Regions from separate parts of the Callithrix jacchus genome. Here region 1 is linked to region 2. The links are chromatin contacts, called in public Hi-C maps. All regions are on one chromosome and are shown on one strand. The core of a region is the stretch at or near the end of the contact, and the rest is flanking DNA. Distances in the headings are between cores, read along the strand shown.

Region 1 (5,032 bases), core at 970-3,469, 230 kb after region 2:
GCCTGACCCTTGACCACCCAGGGGCTCACCTTGAGCTTCCCATGGCCAGAGCTGCTGTGCAGGCGGGTCAGGAGGTACTCCACCAGGCACTGGCTGCTGCCCAGAGACTCATGGGAGATTTCTGCAGCACACTCGGGTTAGGGAAGGGAGATGATAAAGGGAAAGGAGACGTGCCTGGAGGCACCTGCTGCAGGCCCTGCCATCAGGAGCGCTGGGGCTTCCAGGCTCTCCTGAGCCATCAGTATCACAGCCTTCAGACCCCACCGGTGCCTGGTTCCAATGATAAAGGAGCTGCAGATCCCTCTAGGGACAGCAGAACCCCCAGTGACCCTTTGCCCCACACCAGGACCCTGCTATCCGCTCTTGCCCCACACAGGGACGTCGAGGAAGGATACTAGCAATCTCTTCAAACAGGTAGCCAGGACATGGGACGTCATCATCCGATGTCCCCTTCAGGAGAATCGGGAGCTGAAAGGGAACAAGAGCCTCTGCAGTGATGAGGCGCCATTTCCCACAGCGGTGAGTCCGCAGCTCCCAAAGGGGATGGAAACGGCCCACTTCTTGCTGTTGACATGGCCGGAGAAAGGACTGGGAAGGGACGAGAATGGTGCTATGGGCCACAGGGAGCCTGCAGCAGGGTCCTCTCTCAACTGTCAGGGACGAACAGCCTCTGAGAAGAGGCAAATCAATGGTGGTTCTCCAGGGAGGGGCTGCGCCACTTGGGATAAGATAGGACACAGCCCCCAGCCTCCTTGCACTTCTCAGCATGTAAGGCTATTTGAAGGTACTTCTATCTACCTACTGACTAGCAAAGCCAAACAAGGCTCAGGCAAGCCCCTTTTCCACGCAGGGGACTATGGATGGCTCCCGCTCCCTAGAGCCTGGATTGGCAGAGTGACAGAGCCCCTTGGCCTGACTGGCTCCCTCGATCCTGAGAACCGAGTGACGCCATGTGTTTTATGTTGCTCGCTTAATGCAGAAGTCCTTTTTTCTTTTATGCTTCCTTACTGGCAGGAAGACGTATGGTTTATGGGGTGAAAATTGGAAACGCTCATTCATGCATTATTCAGCAACAGAACAGAGGAGAGGAGTTCAAGCATATTTAAGAGGACAAGCATGGGACTGACTCGTGAGGGCCGAGATCTAGTGACAACACAAAAAAACGTGGACCTTAAGTGTTTCCCGAGGCTGTGGACACATCACTGACATTCTGCCCATCAAGCCCTAAGGGGAGCTGAGAGGTTTGCAGGTGACGGCTGACGACTGCAGAACGCAGCACAGAACGACTCTGTCCAAACCCTGCACGGAGAGCTTGACCAACCCTGGCATGGCTTCTGGCAGCCCAAGGCCGCGCCCGGGACTACCCAGCCCCCTCTGAGGTCCACCCTAGGAAAGCTCAGGGCTGACAAAAGAAGACAGTTTGCTCTGGACGACACCTGGGGACTGGCCCCGACCTCTCCTTCTTAGAGAGTTTACTAAGAGGGGCTTACAACGGTGCGTCCTTCTCTGTCCCTTCGAGATGTCTGTGTTCTCGGCAACCCAGGGGTGCCTCTCCAGGACCGGAGCCCTCCTCTGAAATGCCACCGTCAGCCCACCGGGCGCCGGCAGCGTGGAGCGGCTCCACGTCCACCGGGTCCGCCGCTCCTTCCTGTCTGTCGGAGGCCACTGAATGCTGGCCGAGGCCTATTCTCTCCCCCAGGGTCTGCCTGTGCCCATCGCCCTCGCGCTCGGCGGGTCCGGCTTGGGAGGCCCGGGGACAGCGCAGCGAAGGGGCCAGGAGCGGCTACCCAGGGCGGGGACGCAAGGTCAACGGCTCCGGCCCGGGGCGAGCGGCGACGGAGAGGACACGTGGGGTCGGAGCCGGGGGCGGGGGGCCGCTCCCACTCACCCGGTGCAGAAAGCTCAGGCGGTCCCGCAGCGGCGGCACTGCCGCCATAATGCAGGTCACTTCCCGGTCCGCCCCGCTTCCGCCAGGCCCGAGCCCTCCAATCACCGCGCGCATCCTACTCCGCTGCCCAGTCCCTCGTAGTGGGACGGGCCCTGAGGTCGGCTTTGTAAATAATTTGAGTCTAGGCCAATCCGAAGTCCCATGGCAGAGACAGACAAGGACAAAAGCCAATTGCAGGGGGCTCAAGGCCAGGAGACGGCAATTAAAAAGCTCAGGAAAGATGATGGGCGGAAGCGCCGACCTATCAAGCTGTTTGACACCGGAAGAGGACGGACCTAATATGGCGGTGTCCAGGGGCTCTGGGAACAGAGGCTCATGTCGGCTAACGGAGCGGTGTGGGGCCGGGTGCGAAGCCGCCTCCGCGCCTTCCCTGAGCGGTTGGCTGCCTGCGGGGCCGAGGTGAGGAGCCCTGGGCAGGCCAGTGCTGCGGGGCAGGAAGGGCCGAGCGGGGCAGTGATGGGGAGGAAGGGCTGTGACGGGGACAGGGGAACCCCACTACCCACGCGCGTCCACTCCGCAGGCCGCGGCGTACGGCAGGTGCGTGCAGGCTTCTACGGCCCCGGGCGGCCGCCTGAGCAAGGACCTCTGCGCGCGGGAGTTCCAGGCCCTGCGGAGCTGCTTCGCCGCCGCGGTAGGTGGGCGCGGGCCCCTCCGAGCCCTTCTCCTTCAAGAGCCGGCGGGCCCCGGCCGTCCTTTGCTTCCCCGTGGTTCAGAGTTTGAGCCGCCGCTGCGTGCTTTAGACCCCGGCTGACCAAACCACCGAGCCACTGACAAGCCCGCGAAATCTCGGCGGTCCCGGGTTTGTGCCTGCATGTTTGTAAAGCGGGACTGGCACCAATCTCAGAAAGGATGGGGGATGGGTGCACGAAGGCGCCTTGTCAAGCGCGTTAAGTTTTCGTGTTGGCACTGCCGCCGAGGGGTGACATACCAGCATCGACCCGATACAGGACTCCCAGCAAGTACCCAGCACCTTCTGGGTCTTCACCTCCCCGGCACTCGCAGCCCCTGTGCAGCTGCGGTGGTGGATTCCTTCAACCTGCCCTGCCGGGCACCCCTGCCACCCTCACAACTGGCACGATGGGCTTCCTGACCGTGGGGCTTTAAGTCATTCTGAGGCTGCTTCGTTAAGTGTCAGCCTCACTGGGTACCACCTCGGGCGCCCCAACTCAGTGTGTCTGGGTGGGCTGTGACGCCAGTGCTGACTCTGTTTACCGGGAGTTGTCAATCCAGAGATTTGGGCCAGAGAAAGGTACTTGAATAAAAGCCCCACAGCCTTCATTCCTGCCTGCTCCCAGCAGCCTTGGATGCAGGGGTGGGTGACTCATCAGAAGTTGCACTTTTGCTGGGTATAGTGGCTTACACCCGTAGTCCTACCATTTTGGGAGGCTGAGGTCACTGAATTGCTTCAGCCTAGAAGTTTGAGACCAGCCTGGGCAACATACAGAGACCCCGTCTCTACCAAAAAAAAAAATTAGCCAGGCATGGTAGTGTTCACCTGTAGTCCCAGTTACTTGGGAGGCTGAGGTGGGAAGATCGCTTGGACCTGGGAGGTGGAGGTTGCAGTGAGCTGAGATCACACCACTGTACTCCAGCCTGGGCGACAGAGTGAGACTGTCTCAAAAAAAAAAAAAAGTTGGGGGGGCCTCATGCTTTGCCTTTATGAGAGCATGGGACCAAATGTGGTGTGTGGTGGGGGTCAAAGGAGGGTACAGCAGTGAGGTCTGTGATGGTGTCACAAGGCCCTTGTCCCTTGAACCAGTGACCCAGAGAACCAACCTATGGTTCTCCAACCAGTCGAGCCTCCAGCACGTGCCAGCACTGAAGTCTCTAAGGTATTTGGTAGAACATGGCATTTGGCATGGTAGCTTTCTTTCAAGCCATGTCTAACTTGGAAGCAAGCCATTCAGACAAAACACTTTATCTTGTAGGCCAAGAAGACGCTGGAGGGAGGCTGTTAGGAGGTTCTGAGCTTCACACCTGTCTGCTGCTGTGGGTGCAGAGCCCTCGTCCTGATGGTGCCTGGTGGCACACATGGAATGCCCAGGGCAGAAAGGAAGTGGGAATGGCGAAGACGTGACTTCCTGATGTTAGATCCTGTTTCTTCTCAGCACGTTGAGGTGTGGGTAGAACAGAAATTGGCTTTCCAGCATTGTGTCTATAAGGACTTGAGTTAGAATAAGATGTAATGGAAGCCACGATAAAGATTCCATCAGATCCTGCAGCGTGGGGCTTACTGTGCAGACTGCGACCTGTGGGCCCTGGCTTCTCCCCCAAAAAGGGCAGGGCTGGGACTCAGGGACACTCTGCTTCAAAATTTGCATTTTAAAACATTCTCACTAAGGTATTTAATCTGAATCTGGTGAAGCCTGCAGACCTCACTATGGGTATATAGCACACACCAAAGATGAGGACGGGACACCCCATGGGGCAGGGTCCTTGAAGATGGCTTTCCTGGACATGGGGTAAGGCGGGGGCTCGTTACAAAAGGGCCTGAGCCTCCGAGAGAGGCACCAGCAGCCACTGCCACTCCTTTGTGGTGTGGAGTTGGTCGCCCCCTCAGCAGCCCAGGTACTTCAGTGATGGCTCCTGCCCTCATTCCCCTCCCTATCACACCACTGGACCTGAAACTTAGGTGAGAAGGGCAACACCCTGCCCCTGCCCAGGCACTTGCTGACAGGGAGACTCGGCAATCTGTGAGGCCTGAGCGCCACCTGCCGGGCGTGGCAGGGACTGCTTCAGGTGTTTCCTTGCTCCGAAGTGTGGAGGTCTCGCTGTCCTGGGGCTGTGGCCTGCACCTGTCCCCAGGCCCATGCGAGCAGCTGACCCCATGGGCTGAGGTCTGTACCTCCATGTTTCCTCCTAAGATGCTGTCCCAGAATTAGCCTGGTTTCCCCTAAACACCCGCTGTCTCATCTGGGTGGAGGGTCTGCTGGAGCTGGGCATTGTGAGTCTCCAGAGTGTTAGATTTTGTCCCAAGGCACAGGATAGAGTCACATCTTGGGAACCACAGGAATCCAGACCAGACTGCTGGAGCCAAGCCACCGCAGCCCATCCCTGTGTAGGCCAGAGACTCAGATGCCTTGC
Region 2 (5,764 bases), core at 1,430-3,929:
AGCAGCACAGCCACTCCAGTGCTCCCCCAGAGGCACCTGCACCTGTTTACGAAAGTTAACTGTGGAACAGGGGAGGGAAACACTCAAGTGTCTCGAGAATGACAAGACACTCGTCTCAAATGGATGCCAAGTTCTTTGTTGAGACAGAGTCTCACTCTGTCACCCAGGCTGGAGTGCAGTGGTATGATCGTGTCGTTACACTCCAGCCTGGGCGACAGGAATGAAACTCCGTCAAGAAAGAGAGAGAGAGTGGAAGGAAGGAAAGAAGGAAGAAGGAAGGAAGGAAGGAAGGAGGGAGGGAGGGAGGGAAAGGAAGGAAGGAAAGAAGGAAGGAGGGAGGGGGAGGGAGGGAGGGAGGAAAGAGTAAAGAAATACCTGAGGCCAGGCACAGTGGCCTCACCCCTGTAATGCCAACACTTTGGAAGGCCAAAGTGGGAGGATCACTTGAGCTCAGGAGTTCAAGACCAGCCTGGGCAATGTGGTGAGACCCCCATCTCTACAAAAAACACAAAAATTAGCCAGGCATAGTGGCACACGCCTGTGATCCTAGCTACTTAGGAGGCTGACTTGGGAGGATTGAGCCCAGGAGGTTGAGGCTGCAGTGAGCCAAGGTCACACCACTGCACTCCAGTCTGGGCGACATAGCGAAGCCCTGTCTCACAAAAAAAAAAGAATAAAAAAGCCCAAGACTGGGTCATTTATTAAAAAGAGGCTTTTTTTCTTTTGAGACGGAATCTCGCTCTGTTGCCCAGGCTGGAGTGCAATGGTGTGATCTCGGCTCACTGCGACCTCCACCTCCAGGGTTCAAGCAATTCTCCTGTCTCAGCCTTCCGAGTAGCTGGGATTACAGGCGTGTGCCACTATGCCTGGCTAATTTTTTTTTTTAGACGGAGTCTCACTCTGTCGCCCAGGCTGGAGTGCAGTGGCCCATTCTCGGCTCACTGCAACCTCTGCCTCCTGGGTTCAAGAGATTCCTCCAGAGTAGCTGGGATTACAGGCATCCACTACCACACTTAGCTAATTTTTTGTATTTTAGTGGAGACAGAGTTTCACCATGTTGCCCAGGCTGGTCTCAAACTCCTGACCTCATGATCCACCTGCCTTGGCCTTCCAAAGTGCTGGGATTACTGCTCCCCGCCTACTTTTGTATTTTTAGGAGAGGCGGAGTTTCTCCATGTTGGTCAGGCTGGGGTGCAAGGTTTTATTGAGTAAAAGTGGCTCTCAGCAGATAGGGGAAGCCAGAAGAGGATGGAGTGGGCAGGTTTCCCCCTGGAGTCGGATCCCTGAGCAGCCTGGGCTCTCCTGACTGCCCCGGGGCAAACTCCACCTCGTTTTGCCTTCAGTGGCCTCCTGGGGCGCCCGACTGCCCCGCCCCCCCCCACGCCCTCTCCCCGTCCCGCCCACTTGTCTTCTTCCGCCTACGTGTAGCTCTCCAAGTCCAGCCACTTGTGTCGGCCTGCGAGTGCCTTGGGGATTTTATAGGCACAAGTTTGGGGCGTGGCAGGCCAGGGTGGTCTTTGGAAAACGATAATTGGGCAGGAAAACACAAATCCCTGTCCTCACTTAGGTTTGTGGGTCCGGGCGGGCGGTAGGGGAGATCCCTAGCCAGGGACCACGCCCTTCTCTACCCAGCACTTCCCTTCCCCCTTCATGAGGGGCAGGAAGTAGCAAGTACTTTTTATTTTTTTCAACGTCCCCATGGACACTGAGGAAAAAAATACTTTTGATGTCTTAGTGAGACAAGTCAGAGAGTGGGAGATAAACCTCCGCAAAAATTCAGAGGCCCCCTCAGCCCAGGGAAGGTTCTGGGGAGGCCAGAGGTTTGGCGCAGGTTATAATTATTGTCCTTTTTATGTTATTTGTTATATTTTTGTAGAGAACGGGGCGGGGGGGAGGGGAGGGTCTTGCTATGTTGCCCAGGCTGGTCTTGAACTCCTGGCCTCCAACCATCCTCAGCTGAGTGCTTTTCTGTGACAGTGAATGCTCAGAAACCACAGCCGGGATACTAAGGCGGGAACCGGGGGCTGGAGGTGGGGTGGCTTCTCCCTTGTACCCCTTTCCCCCCTCGCCTGTTTCTTAGCCCTCCAGGGAGGAACGCTTCTGCGGGGGACGTAGCCACGATTCCTTCGAAGGAGAAGTTGAGCTCCTCCATGCTGAGCTGATCCTCACCCCGATCCACAGGCAGAGAGCAGCGCGTGGAAGAGGGGAGATCCCCGGGCTGAACGGCTGGATGGAAGGGGGTGCTGGGCGCATTTCAGGGAACACTGTTTTACAGTGCAGAACGTTGGATATAACATGACTAAATGCAGCATTTTGTGTTCAGAGCCGGCGGGAACAGTGATTCCTGCACAAGGTTCCTGAAAACCTGGGGAGACGAAATACTTTAATCAAAAAGGATCTCATCTAATCTAAAAGGATCCCTTCTAATTAGGAGATAAGAACGTTTCGTCTTCGACTGCACGGGAAGGGCGCACGGAAACACGTCATTTAGAACATCCCGGGCTCTAACATCCAGGTGGCGGTGCCACTTTTCTGTTCGAGTCCAAGGAGGCCGAGACCGCCCGGCTGTGGTTTCGAACTCGCGGCAAGGGCGCGCGGTCTGGGGAGGAGCTCGGGCTTCGCGTTCCGCGTTGCCTGGCCCGGCGCGGCCGCCGTAGCGGGGAGGGCCTGGGCTACGGTGGCCGCGGGGCGGCGGCGGCGATCGGACTCCGTGGGCCGGCGCCGCCATGGGCAACCTGTTCGGCCGCAAGAAGCAGAGCCGCGTCACGGAGCAGGACAAGGCCATCCTGGTGAGGCCCGGGGCCGGGACGGGCGGGAGGCGGGAAGCGCTCCGCGGCCTCGGCCCCCCGCGGTCGGGTGGGGAAACTGAGGCGCGGCGCGCAGCCCGGCCGCTTGGCCGCTCCGCCCTGCGCTCCTCCTCGCCCGCGGGGCCTCAAGACGGGATCTCCTGCGCAGCGCGGTGGCTGCTGACCCCGCCGAGGTGGGCGCGGCCGGTGGCTGCGGGGCTCGGCCGCCACGGCCTGGCGACGGGTACGGGGTCCGCGCGGCGCTGGGCTTTCCCCGGCTCTCCCGGAGTCGCGGCTCCCGTGCCCCCCGGTGCCCTGGGCCGGAGCCCCCGCGGTGCTGCCGGCTTCGCGCTGCGGTGCGGGGCCGTCCCCTCTCCCTCACACCCGCCCCGGCCGGGACTGCGGGGAAGCCCGCCCTGGTCCGAGGAGCGGCCGCCGGGGTCCCCCCGCGCCTGGGTGCAGGACCCCCGTGTTTTGCGTGCTTGTTTGCGGCGGCTTCAGACCGACCCCGGTGCCTGCTCCGGCAGCTCCGCTGTGAAAGTTAGCTGCTGTGGGAGGAATCGCCTGGCACGTCAAAGACACGGCGGGCTGAGAATAGTCCGTTTTTGTATGAGATAAACGTGTCAGGAAAGAGACCCCGAAATGGGAGCAGGGCTAGCTTTTTCGGATGCTTTCTTTTTTAAGTTTTCTGAAACAGAAATGGGTTAGTTTTATACTAAAAGAGAAGTGAATGGAAATGGAAGAGGGGATCTTACCTTGGCATCCGAGCCCATCAGCTATGAAAAGAAACAACAGTCACGTTTGTCCCTAGAGAAGAGGGGCACCACTCTGGGCACGCCCAAGCTGCCTGCAAGACAGCTGGGCCCAGCCTCCACCTTCCCTGGCAGCCCCAAGGCGCTCCCTCCCTCTCTCTAAGGACTCGGCTCCGGTTTCTCTTCAAGCAGCGCTTTGCACTTGCCAAGGGTCCCTGTGGGCTCTGGGCTGTGCAGACCCGTGTTCCTGGCTGCCGTAGGCCCCCCAGGATTTCGGGCACTTGGGAACAGCGTCCTTACCACACAGTAGCACAAATGATTGCTTTTTTTCTGTTTCCCTGATAACAGGTGGACTCCATGCTGCCTATGATCCTCCGCTGAGACCTGACTTTACAGCAGGGCAGCCTGGCCATACCTGCCTGCCTTTGGCCCCTGGGTCTCCCCAGCAATGGGGCTGGGCAGGGGGCACCTTTTCCTGTAGAAGTGAGAGGACCCACAAGTTTTGGCACTGGGAAGGGGAGCCTCCTGGATGGAGGGAGCCGGGAATGAGCTCTCTCAGGTAGAGGGAGCACTCACTTGCCATGAGGAGCGTTAAACCTGTGGCCAGGTCATGACTGAGCTAATACTCCTCCGCCTCCTGCCTTAAGGCTCTGACCCCTGTGCCTACATGGGCTCAGCACTGTCTGCAGTGATGACATTTGGAAAACTCACTGGCCTGATGGGACAGGACTAGCTGAAGTTCATTCCTCAGTGGCCAAGCACCCTTTCTGGGGCAGCACCCAGATGTGAGACGGTCAGCAGGTCTGCAGGGCGTGTCACCGTGTGTGTGTCCCTGCAGGTGGGTGGCCAGCAAAGGGACAGCTGAAGCCCAAGGGGAGAAGCTGGGGGGTGTCCAAGCCCTAACCTGGCCGTGTGGGCTGGTGGCACTTGGGTGCTCGCCACCTGTGTGTTCTCTGTTGAGTCCAAATCTTTGAGTTCTTGGTAGCTGCTCCCTGGCCTGAGCCCCGAGTGTCACAACGTTGGCAGGCAGCCTCCAGAGCGGCCTAACAGCAATGCCGTGGTGGACCTCCCCATCCCCGTGGTGGGCTCTGGGGTCTGGGTGACTCTCTGGTGGGGCTGTCCCATGTGTGGCAGAACGTGGAGCAGTGTCCCTGCCTTCCACCCCCCAGATGTCTCCAGCCAGCTCCACCTGTTCTCTGGGAGACAACCCTGCCCCATGAAGGACACTCGTGGAGGACCACCTGGCCTCCACTCAGTGGCATGGCCAGGGCCCGCAGTATGGCTGGGTAACACCAGGCCTGCTCTCTCTTGGCAGCAACTGAAGCAGCAGCGGGACAAGCTGAGGCAGTACCAGAAGAGGGTCGCCCAGCAGCTGGAGCGTGAGCGCGCCCTGGCCCGGCAGCTGCTACGGGACGGCAGGAAGGAGTGAGCAGGCCCATCAGCATGGGCGACCTGTTGGCTGGGGTGGGGGCCTGGGCAGGGCCACAGCGGGTCACTCTGGGGCTTCCCTCTGCAGACGGGCTAAGCTGCTGCTCAGGAAGAAGCGATACCAGGAGCAGCTCCTGGACAGGACAGAGAACCAGATCAGCAGCCTGGAGGCCATGGTAGGTGCTGGGTGCTTCACCCTGGGGCGCAGGTGCAGTGGGAGGCAGCTCGCCCGGCCCTGTGGACCTGGGAGCTTCTCCCCATAGCTGAAAGCCCCTCCTCACATGCCTCAGGCTGAAGCTGACCCGGCAGTGGGGCGGGCCTGGAATCCAAGGGGAGTCTGCCAGGAAGCCCATGGTCCTAAGGGGCTGGGGGGAGGGTGGCTCTTGCAGGATTGAGGTTGGAAATGCTGGGCCACCCCTGGGTGGTGTTGGTAGGTCAGGGGTCTTTGTCGGGGACTGAGTGTCCCTGGTGTTAGGGACCCAAGCAGCGTGGTTCTCTTTGGTAACGAGAGCTACTAACAAGTAACCAGCACCTTCTGCAGTGTCTCCCCAGCACCTTCCCAGTCCTGCACATCCCCACCTGGCAGTGGAGAGGACAGGGAGGAGCAGGGGCTGGGGTCGTCCTCACGCCCAGAAGCACATGGTCAGCAGTAGTGTCATCCTGAACCCTGTCTCTGGGCTGCGAGGAGGGCACGCAGGATCCTCAGCACCTGAGTCTGCTTGGTGTCCTTTTCAGGTTCAGAGTATTGAGTTCACTCAGATTGAAATGAAGGTGATGGAAGGGCTGCAACTGGGAAAT

What was found. Hi-C and Micro-C count contacts between places; a contact is called where the count stands out from the background.
Region 1: a contact with region 2 is called in a Hi-C map of skeletal muscle, with 4 times the contacts expected there. The contact joins the promoter of NDUFAF8 here to the promoter of CHMP6 in region 2. A contact is called at or near these places in 2 of 3 Hi-C or Micro-C datasets (both in skeletal muscle).

Annotation. Positions count from the first base shown.
Region 1 is chr5:136,914,207-136,919,238 of calJac240_pri, forward strand. It overlaps NDUFAF8 (NADH:ubiquinone oxidoreductase complex assembly factor 8), which reads left to right and starts at 2,220. Exons shown (of 3, transcript XR_013536072.1): 1 at 2,220-2,347; 2 at 2,469-3,780; 3 at 3,877-4,162. It overlaps TEPSIN (TEPSIN adaptor related protein complex 4 accessory protein), which reads right to left and starts at 1,958. Exons shown (of 12, transcript XM_035302057.3): 1 at 1,889-1,958; 2 at 396-588; 3 at 30-121. The coding sequence starts at 1,936.
Region 2 is chr5:136,682,007-136,687,770 of calJac240_pri, forward strand. It overlaps CHMP6 (charged multivesicular body protein 6), which reads left to right and starts at 2,680. Exons shown (of 9, transcript XM_078374911.1): 1 at 2,680-2,789; 2 at 3,887-4,097; 3 at 4,854-4,963; 4 at 5,055-5,142; 5 at 5,702-5,764. The coding sequence starts at 4,068.